2 separate regions of the Ovis aries genome follow, and region 2 is linked to region 1. The links are chromatin contacts, called in public Hi-C maps. All regions are on one chromosome and are shown on one strand. Each heading gives the region's core, a stretch centred on a gene start, on an enhancer-like site or on the middle of the called end of the contact. The rest is flanking DNA. Distances are from core to core; before and after follow the strand shown.

The links. Hi-C and Micro-C count contacts between places; a contact is called where the count stands out from the background.
Region 2: a Hi-C map of liver shows a contact between it and region 1, with 4 times the contacts expected there. The contact joins the promoter of LETM2 here to the promoter of LSM1 in region 1. A contact is called at or near these places in 3 of 16 Hi-C or Micro-C datasets (blood, liver and skin fibroblasts).

What each region holds. Positions count from the first base shown.
Region 1 is chr26:32,441,254-32,446,353 of ARS-UI_Ramb_v3.0, reverse strand. It overlaps LSM1 (LSM1 homolog, mRNA degradation associated), which reads left to right and starts at 1,659. Exons shown (of 4, transcript XM_004021778.5): 1 at 1,659-1,876. The coding sequence starts at 1,831. It overlaps BAG4 (BAG cochaperone 4), which reads right to left and starts at 1,313. Exons shown (of 5, transcript XM_015104605.4): 1 at 1,009-1,313. The coding sequence starts at 1,278.
Region 2 is chr26:32,619,768-32,625,554 of ARS-UI_Ramb_v3.0, reverse strand. It overlaps LETM2 (leucine zipper and EF-hand containing transmembrane protein 2), which reads right to left and starts at 4,069. Exons shown (of 7, transcript XM_060407157.1): 1 at 3,550-4,069; 2 at 2,283-2,363; 3 at 634-1,087; 4 at 1-60. The coding sequence starts at 2,329.

The DNA of each region.
Region 1 (5,100 bases), core at 410-2,909:
AGCATTTGGGATATTTCCCTTTTTTGGCTATTATAAATAAAGTTGCTATGAACATGTGTGTACAGGATCTTATGCGGACACGTTTTCAGTTCTCTTGGGTATGTATCTAGCAGCAGGCTTGCTAACAGTACACTGTAACGTTTTTAGGAACTGCCAAACCGTTTTCCAAAACACTGAACCATTTTACATTTCCACCAGCAATGTCTGGGAATTTCATTATTACATTTCAACCAATGAGAATGTTATAATTCCTGAAGACAAGGAGAGGTGTGCCCTCACCATAGAACCGTAATCCTCTATGAAGAATATTGCATTAACAAACAGAAGTATATTTCCGGCACGACGACACAGAATAAAATGTCAGAGGTCTGAATATATTGAGCAAGTGAGTTAACCTTTCACTGTCAGCAGTTCTTCCACCGTAAAACAGGGACGCTGTGATGACATCTACGTTGCAGTCACCGTTAAGATTACATACAACCCACGGACAGGTGCTTTCCAACACTGATGATGATCGGTGATTCAATACCGGGCAATGCTTTAGGGGCAAAGGGCTAAATGCCCAGATCCCTCCCTTTCCTTGGCGTTCCTTCCCAGCGGGAGGGGGCTGCAGCCACATCCCTCCTCGGAGAGAGGCGGCCCCCACGAACCACGCAGGATAAATTGTGAGGACTGGAAAAGCAAAGCCAGGTCACTCCAGCCCAACCTCGTCCCCAAGACGAGAGATTCGCAGCCTGCTACTCAGCAGGTTCAGCGCAGGATGTTTTTCCTGGTAAGAAGATATTTATTACGGCTGAAGCGCAAGAGGAGGGGCAAAGAAAACACAAGCATATACCCCCACCGACGATCCTAGTCTCTTGTCTCTCCAAAGCCGTATTAGGAAAACGCACGAAACCCAATTCATTACGAACTCTTGGGAGCTGTATCAATCCCAATGGCCCTCACCCCCAAAGATTCCCCTATCGGACCCCCCCACTCCACCCTGGGGACCGGTGGCGCAAAGCTCACCTGGTGGCCTCCACCAGCACGACCCGGCTCTGACCAGGCGCCTCCAGACGCGTAGTAGCCATCGCCTCCTCCGCCTTCCCCCGGCCAGGTGGTCTCCGCCGGGCCGCCCCCGCGTCCCCGCCAGGAAATGGGAGGTTGGGGAGGCTCGGGGCGCGGGGGGTAGATGGGCGGAGGCGGGTGCACCGGCACATCTCCACCCCCAGGCCCGTAGTAGCGGCCATAAGACGGGCCGTCACTGGGGCCGTAGCCCGAGCGCCTCAAGGCCGACATGGGCTCTGCCGCCCCCAGGCGCTTCCCGGCCCCCCGCCCCTCACGGCCGGCCCACCGCGCAGGCGCCGACGGGGGAGCGTGAATGGACCACAGGGAAAGGGGGTCGGCCTGCAACAGCCAATGCTAGGCAGGATCCCACCCCCCTTCACTTCCGCGTCCTAAGAGGACGAGGGCGGCTGTCCGTGACTCTGGGGTCTAAGAAGCAGGAGAACGAGCGTTCCTTAAAAGGGAGAACGCACCTCCGCACTGTCCGTGCAGCCTAGACTCCTCTTCCCCTTCTCGTCAGGGATATGTAAAGGATATCCTGGGGCGGGGGAAACCACACGAACTGTCCCGCCTCTTCCTGAGGGCGGGGACGTGGTGCCGGAAGTGGGTGGGGTAACATGGCGGCGTTTCCGGCAGGCCCCGGCTACTGAAAGCCGGGGCGGCGGCGTTTGTCCGGGTCCGGTTCCTGTCCCGGTCCCGCAAAGGCGGCGGCCGCGGTGGGAGGAAGGAGGTGTGGGACGCGCTGGCCCACCGCCGCTATACGCTGCAGCTCTGTCTCGACTCAAAATGAACTATATGCCTGGCACCGCCAGCCTCATCGAGGACATCGACAGTGAGTAGTTCATCTCCTCAGAGTGAAGTCTAGGGTGAAACTCTTCCTCCCAGGAGGGTACCTCTTAAGGAGGAAGCTGATAGAATGAGTCCGGGCCGGGGGCGGTGTGTATTTAGTCCAGTTCTGGACTTCCGGCGTTGGCATCCTCGCAGGATGCGGGAGTCACGGGACACACCGTTTGCCACTTTATCCCCTCCTGCCTGTATCCCGCCTCTCGCAGCTTCCACCGTATCTACCGGGCAAGCTGTAGAATTCATTTCTGCTTTTCAGAGTTGCGGCTGCTGAAGCGCACATGTGAAGGTTACCGTTTCCCCGGTCCATCGTCTCCCACCTGTGGTATTTCGAAGTACCAGGTGGTTACTGGGTGGATGAATGAGAATTCTCAGAAAAAGGGTTCTTGCAGAAACGAAAATAGTAATACAACAGCAGTTGGACTTAATTAGCACTAAACGTAGGGTTTATACTGTGTGGCCGTTTGCAGTCTTTTAACCGTTTGAGAGTATTTAGCTTTTCAGACTAGGTAGTGACTTTTCCAGAAAGACTGAGTCACTTCAAATTTACTTTTTTTCCTCTGTTAGTTTTCTCTTGCTGTTAAGACCTCCCTTATTCCAAGTCACTATCCTGAAGAAGAGCTCGGTTGTATCAGATGTCTTTTGTTTTTCCAAACTCTCATCTGTGAATTACTCCTAAAACAACACTTTTTAAAGTTGTGCCAATTGTGTGATCTGTCTCATTAACTTGTAATTGCTGTGAAACATTTACCACACAGTTCCAAACAAGTTCAGCAATTTTCTGCAGTTACTGTGTATGTAAAGAGTGAATTTGTGATGAAATCCTCTTCCTATTCTCTGAAATCACTCTTCAGATCCAAATTAGTGATTTTGCTACTGAAGGGAATGTAGTGTAGCTTGGATCAAATTCATGTGTGAATAACCACTGTACAGGCCTGTCTGTAACATGTAATGAAATCTTTAATTCTAGTTGTCTTGAGGATGGTGCCCTCACCTCTCTAGTTATGTATCTGAGTTATTTGAGATCCCTAGCACATCCTGCCATTCTAACAAAAATAATTGTTTTTCTCAAGTCTCTAACCCCATTTTGCAGATTCCAAGCTCCTCCTCTACTGAATGGTTTCAAATCATTTCATACGCAGCCTTCAGTGCAACACACACACACACACTTTCCTCCTCTCTCCTCAGTCTTCCTGTATTTTCACCCATCCTGTCATCTCAGTTGGAAGTATTCCTCCCTTTCAGTCTGTGTCTTATTTATTTTTCCTTCCAGCTGCTTCTGGAATCCATTAATACCCTTTTTCTCTCATATTTCTTGCTCCCCTTCATGTATGTTCTTGTCTGTCGTATTTTTTTTCAGTTATATTTCACCATCAAATTCCCATTCCTTTTTTCACATCTGTACCCCCAAACCTCTTAAATCATCTCCCATTTTAACTATTTCCTGGCTACCTGGAGTAGACCACCTCTGTCACCCTACAATCAGATTTTTTTGTCAACACACTACTGAAACTGCAATCTTAAAAGACATCTGTCTAATGCATTCCTTCCCCTTTTTGGCGCTGTGATGCCATCATCATAGGATTCTTCATTTTCTTGATTTTTCCAACACTGGTCCTTGATTTTCTTATCTCTGCAACAGTTATTGTTCCCTAAAATAAATGGACCCCTAGGTTCCATCTTTGGCTGCTGCTTTCTTTAAATCTCTAGGAGAGTTCCTGGACTTTAATAATGATATCACCTCTTTGTGGGCATATCAAAAATTGCTCTTTGGCCTTCCAGTCTTAGATCTCCAGTTGCCAGCTGACGTTTCTGCACAGGTGTCTTGATACCACTTGAGAATCACAACAGCAAAACACCTTTCATGGGATCTTGCTTCTTTCACTCCTAACTTTTGGTACATAGTCCTCCCTGACAAGATGACTCAAAATTCCTGCATCATCTTTAACCCATCTCTTCAGCTTCCCACTCTCTCACACACATATCCACATATACAAACACACTTGGTTGACCGATTCCATCCCTTATAACTGCAGTGTCTTGATCCTCTCAGCCTCTCCCGTCCCATCTCTGCCCTGCTTCAGGTCTCTTCTTCATGTCTTAGACTCTGGTAATAGCCTCAAAACCATTCTCTCTTTTTCAACCAGTTGAATCTTCAGAGTTGTCTTGTTCCCCATGAAGGCACATCCAAACTCAGCCTGCTCCCAGTACTTTTCTGACTTCATCTCCTATTCCCTTCACACCCTCAACTTTTAGCCACACATCCGGATACACAGCTCCCTTTTCTTCTGCCTAAATTACAGATTTCCCCCTTCCAGTCCCTGTCACTCTTCCCATGGCCAAAAATTATCTACCCCTTTTAAGGTCCATTGGAGAAGGCAATGGCAACCCACTCCAGTACTCTTGCCTGGAAAATCCCATGGGCAGAGGAGCCTGGTAGGCTATAGTCCGTGGGGTTGCCAAGAGTCGGACACAACTGAGCAACTTCACTTTCACCTTAAAGTCCAACTCATATCTCCAGCTAGATACAGTTTCTCTCACTCTCATGTAATTAAGATTTGCCCTCTTGTGGTACTTAATTATAGCAAAAAAAAGCCTTTAAATTCCTTCAGGAAAGAATCACTGTCTTGTTGCACTGTTCTGCATCTTGTTGTTCAGTTGCTCAGTGGTGTCCAACTCTTTACAACCCCATGGACTTTAACACACCAGGCTTCCCTGTCTTTCACTGTCTCCCAGAGTTTGCTCAAACTCATGTTCATTGTGTTGATGATGCCATCCAACCGTCTCATCCTCTCTTGCCCCCTTCTCCTGTTGCCCTCAGTCTTTCCCAGCATCAGGGTCTTTTCCATTGAGTCGGCTCTTTGCATCAGGTGGCCAAAGTAGCGGAGCTTCAGCATCAGTCCTTCCAATGAATATTCAGGGTTGATTTCCTTTAGAATTGACTGGTTTGATCTCCTTGCTGCCTAAGGGACCCTTAAGAGTCTTGCATCAGTTCTTTGGTGCTCAGCCTTCTTTATGGTCCACGGTCTGCATGTAGAAAGTACTTTATGCATGGCATTAAAGACGAATAAGTGATTTTCGCTGGCTGTGCTGGGCTTCCCTTGTAGCTCAGTCTGCTAGCTATTCTAGTGACTGGCTTACTGTCATTCCTCAGTGTCGGCTCAGAGTCACCTCTTCAGAGAGGTTTTCCTTAGCCACCTTCTTTTTTTTTTC
Region 2 (5,787 bases), core at 2,820-5,319, 180 kb before region 1:
GACGATGATGAACACCATGAATGGAACCAGGCGGAAGAAATCAGCACAGGTTCTCAGCAGCTAAAGAATTAAAGGCATATGCAAATATCCATTATTTCTGGCCATGCCAAAAACAAAAGTCTGCCTCAGTTCTGAAAGCATTAAAAACCCAAGGCAGCTATTTATAAAATGGAAAGGCCGGATTTTCCTCTGTACCTTAGCTCAGAAGTAATGATTATGGGATATCTTCAAGGAAATCTGTGACAATCAAAACATATTATTGGCATCTCTGAGCTTTCATCTAAGTCAGTACTTTAATAACATGGTATCTGTTAAAATTGATTTTTCAAATGCATATACTTAATACATTAACAGCAGTTTCTACTCCAGATGCACAGATCAAACTTGAAGCCTCTCAACTCCTTGGAGAAATTAGAAAACACAATTATAACCATTCCATGGGCAACTATACACACATTTTAAGAGCCCATCTATAGGTATACAGCAAGTCGGTTGCAGATAAGTCAGAAACTCTGGTTCTCACTGTGAATTACTATTCCTACTCTGGGGTTTTTTCAGAGGAATTTAAAAGTTGGTTCATCAACAGTTCGTTTCAATTTTACATTTTCTTTCTCAAATATGACTCTTGCCTACCCTTCTTCTCTCTCGCCTGGTCAGCACCTGTCCATGCAACAGCCTCCAAACCATCCTGGCAGCAACTTTGGTGTCAATCCAAAGCAAATAGAATCCATTGTAATAATATTTCAGTTCATCCATAATTATTTGTCTATAAGATCGCTTTCCTTCCTTAATCCTCATGCCCGCTTCTTTCACGGGCTGAGGGCTTGGCACCTGAGGCTTCTTTGCTGTTTGCTCCTGTTGATGCTTATTGGGGACCTCCTGCAACCAGCAAGTTGAAGTGTGCAGCTCTTGGAAGATTCTGGCTCGTAAATGAAGTACTTTATTGCCTAACTGACTTGGATGGGAGAACTTTTTGCTTCCATAGTTCTTCATATAGGTTTTGTTTAAATGGCAATCTGGTAAGTGAAGCAATGCAAATGATGGGGAGTAAGAAGAGCTGGTAGGCTGGACAAAATGGTTAGGGAATCTGGAATAAAGACCAACAGCCTCTGAGTCAAGCACGTACTATTACAGAGTGAAAGAGTAAAGAAATAAATATTTTATCTGGTAAAAATAAAACAATCATTTTTAATCCTGCATTTTTCAAAGCTGATCATGTTCATGAATGAATGAATACAACTTTTTAGTCCAACTGAGTAACCGTATGCTTTGTGGGTGAATGATACACTCTATGAGATATATTAATAAGTTAATTCCTGAGGATAACTGTTGAGTTACAAGCTAGAAACTCTGTGACTATTAATTTAAAAAGCAAACATTTTTCCATCCGGGGCTATGTCTGAAAGTTTTGTCTCTATTATCATTAAGCAGGTGGAACACTTGTGTTTTCCACTGCTCTACTGATGATAGAAATATTGTTTGAATGAAACATTTCATGGTCCCTGTGGGGATTAACCAATCACATAATACTGCTTTGTCTATGCAGTGCCCAGGGACTCCTTCAAATAAGGACTTACAGCTGAAATGTTATTCACCTAAGATTCCTAAGGAATGTTGGGAATAAGAATTAGAATTAGGCTCCCCAGTCAGGGATCTCTACATTCCAGTTTTGCAACAACTCACAATCTTCAGCTAAACTGACACATCAGATTATTTGAAAATAAAAATAAGACCCAGCTAGGTAAAAGAAAGTTTCTGGCAAAGAGATTTCTTTTCGCAAAGAGATGGCTTTTTCCATTCCTTCAGACTATTTTTGCCAAGATAAAGCACTTTTTGAATGGCCCAAAGGGAAAATGTACAATGTATTTGGCACACAGTAAGTCCTCAGTGAATATTCTTTGGAATAAGTAAGTGATAACAGACCTTACTGGGGCAGGTATAAGCCCTAGGATTGGCTTGCTTGCCAGCCATTTTACTCCTTTTTACATATAAGGGCTACATGTAGCATTCATCAGTTACAGTGGTGTCACTCTAAAGCCATTCACATTTTCTATCTTACCTGTTCCACACTTTTACAAAATTATTCAGCTTGAGTTCTAAAGCATACAGAAAATCTGGGTAAGTTTAAATACATTAAAATGCCTGCTTCCTAAAAGCCAACACAATTAAAACCAAGAAAGCTTTAATTGTGTACTGAGTCTATCCTTTTACATGTATCTTTTCCATCTAGAAAAATAAGGTTCATATAAATAGTGGAAGGAGGAGGGAATCCCAAGGCTTACCTTGTCCGGGCAATAGCTAAGACTGTTTTATAACTGTAGAAGGCCATATTTATATTTTTTTCAACGAGTCAACATAGGGACCTGGGCAGAAGGAGTAAGTAAACAATTCAATACCTTAAAAACATATCGGTTATTCAGACACCAGGATTTAAGTGTTATCAACTACTTCAAGGGTAGAAAATTTGCATATTCTATTCAAAGTGTAAAATCTCCCTCAAGTTCATTTCCAATTTCATTCTTGAATTTCCACCAATCAGGAGTAATATTTTCTTAGCCCTGGATTTGAGAATGGTACTTTTAGATCCCCACACATAGAAATGATCTCTAATACAATGATGTTCATATGATGATATGGTCTTCGAGGATATTTTGATTTATGGTAAATAGTACTTAGTAATTTACTTGAATGGTTGCCAAGTGTCTAAGAAACTGATCAAGACACACTTATTTGTAGCCTAAAATTACAAGTAGACAGTAAATTTTCTGCATTTGTTTTCAATTATCTTTACTCCTTACTTGGCCAAGCTGCTGCCAAACCTTTAAAGACTGAAAATACTCATCAGTGAAAATATGCAAGATACCTACCAATAATTCAAAAGTGGAGGAAGCCTGGTTTCCTACGCTAACGATTCTCTAAAGAGCCCAAGTGAAAGTCGTGTCTCTTTGTCGTGTCTCTATACAGTCAATGGAATTCTCCAGGCCAGAATACTGGAGTGGGTAGCCTTTACCTTCTCCAGGGGATATTCCCAACCCAGAGAACGAACCCAGGTCTCCCGCCTTGCAGGCGGATTCCTTACCAGCTGAGCCACAGGGGAAACCCAAACTGAGCTTTAAACCTTTAAATAAGCTTTCCCAAAATTTTTGACCATCCTACCGGCGCTTTTCAGCCAAAGACAGCAAGGGAATTAGTTTCTCACACTGTCAACAGTTTTCCAACTGCTGGGAAAGGAGTTCCAGTCCCTCCTGGTCGGAAACCATAGAGCTGACGTCTTGAACAAGAATTCAAATGATACTCCAGAACATCTGAACCCAGACCAAGGGCATGTCGTCTCCAGTTGGAGGGGGACAGTTAATCTGCTCTGAGCAACCACTTCCCAGGAGGGAGGGGCCGAGGCCGAGGCGGGGCGGGGCCGAGGCGGGGAGGGTCAGGATCCGGGCCGAGGCGGGGCGGGGCCGAGGCGGGGAGGGGGCGGGGCCGTCGGCGAGCCCCGCCTGCCCTTCCGCACCATGCCTCTAGCTCACCCGGACCTCAGGCTCTCTGGGTTACCTTTGCCTCTGATTCTCGGCGACACTGGGGCAAAAGGCGCCCTCGGCTTCCCCAGCAGATGGCTTTTGTGCGCCTTGTGCGTTGATGGGCTGTGTTTGATGTGGTAGGGTCGGGGGGGGGGTCTTTGTTTTTTTGGAAAGGGGATGGTGCAGGCAGTGGACCACGAGCTTTGGCGGTCCGAATTTATGGAAGGAAGGCGAGGAGCATCGGGGTGCAGGGTGCGGAAAAGAAATGAGGAAATGAAGCACAGAAGGAGCGGTGGGTGGAGGCTGATCTCAAAAGTTGGGGCGCGGGTAGGGGACCGAGGTCAGGGGCTGAGGAGAGAGCGGGGTGGGGCCTGGAAGATGTGGGGAAATCTGGGCGCCGATGGGAGGAGCAGGATACGGAGGGGAGCGGGCTCCGGCGGAAAACAGGCGGGCGCGATCCACCGAGTAACAGCCTGAGGACTTGGCCCGCCCGCCCCTACCTCCTCCGGCCGGCTCCCGGAACGGCTGCCTCAGTCCTCCAGTGCCTTCCCAATGCCCCTCCTCCCCCGGCTCCCCCAGCTAGAAGGGCCAGAAGCCAAGTCTCTATGGCTCCACCTCTTTCCTCCTCCATCACGTCACTGTGAGTGACGACACTACCCGCCAATCAGCTCGCAGATTCTGGGGCGCCAGAGCGTCCTTCGCGGTGGCAGCTCAGGAGGCAGCGAAGTCCGGTTCCCACCGGAGAAACGACTAGTCTACGGGGTTTAGTTTAAGGAGTTGTCTGCTGGGAGACTCAACCCGGCCTGTCCGTCTTCTGTAGGCTGTGGATTCTCATCCGTCCGCCACCCACCCCCCAAAACCCTTTCTTGAAGACTAAATGGAAGAAGCTCTTACTCTACCAGTAGCATAATATGCCTGATAGTCGCCATGGTAACCATCTGGGAGTCACCAATTACATCACTTTGATGTATCCCCCTCCACCTTCCAACTCCGCCACTGAGGGCGGGGAAAATAGCAGGGAGAGGGAATGGCAGAAAGGGCGGGAATGGTGAGGAAAACATTCCTCTCCTATCTCTAGGGTCAAAAACTGGAATATTGTGAAATCTGCATATGGAAATATGAATTCCACTAAAGAAAACTGCTTTATTAATGTTCTCTTAACAGACATTGTTTATGTTCAATAGTGTAGAAATCTCAGTATTTAAAATGTATATTATAGTAGTCATGCGGTGACATTAGCACTGCAGGTTTGGGGGCACTTCAGTTCCCAGGTTAGGGAACTGAGTCATTTTGGGAACGTGAAACATGTAAAAATGTTTTCGCTCCCCAGTTATCTCTACCCATCTATTTTATCTGACTCTAGAAAGAAAACACAATTTTGGTGGGTCTCCTTTGACTAACACCAGACAGGAAGGAATCACTTTCACACGAAGGCTTCTCTTAACATGTAACTGACTACAAACTTTACTCATCTGGGCTGCGCATTTGTAAGAATAAAAGCTGACAGGTATAAAATTTCATTCTTTAAAAAAAATGAAGGCAGCTTTTAATCCACAAAGCATTGTTTTTTAACTAATAACCAAATAGATCAACTATGTTAAATGGGCAAAACTTTTCGGTGTGGCCACTAGAGGGCCCATTGTGCATGTCTGATGGCCAACTTTCCACATAAAGGCTTCCCTTAATGTTCTATGTATTCTAGAATTAAAATCTATAAAGCTTTGGTTTCTGTACCTTTCCTTCCCTGAAAATTCCCAATGGTAAATTTTGAACTCTAAAAGGCTAGGTAGGTATACTTTTCACATTAATTTCATAAATTAATCACTGCATTATCATGCACATGTACTTTTCTGCAAAAGATCATAAAAGATGTAAAAATATTCCTCTCAGTTCCCTGGGAGACATTTTATACCGGGAAATTATTCTTATTCATGCATTGTATTCATTTACAACCAGGCACAGTGAAAATCATTAAGTATTCATAAACCAGACGAGCGATTCCAAACCCAGTATTTGAAAGATGAGCTAGACTTTCTACCATGGCCATATGTCAGCAATCACATTTTAAAAAGGGAAGGGTTAAGAATCTTCCCTATTGAAATCCATTGGTTCAAAGCAGTGTCTGCCTTCTGTTACCAGACCTGGTGGGTTTTTTCTTACTTTCAGGATAAGTTATTTATCATGTAATGAGTTTCTTAATATAATCTTCAGAAGAGAAAAACAATTTTTTTTCTCCCTAACCTTGGCCCTGAGAATTGTAGGTTGCTTTCTT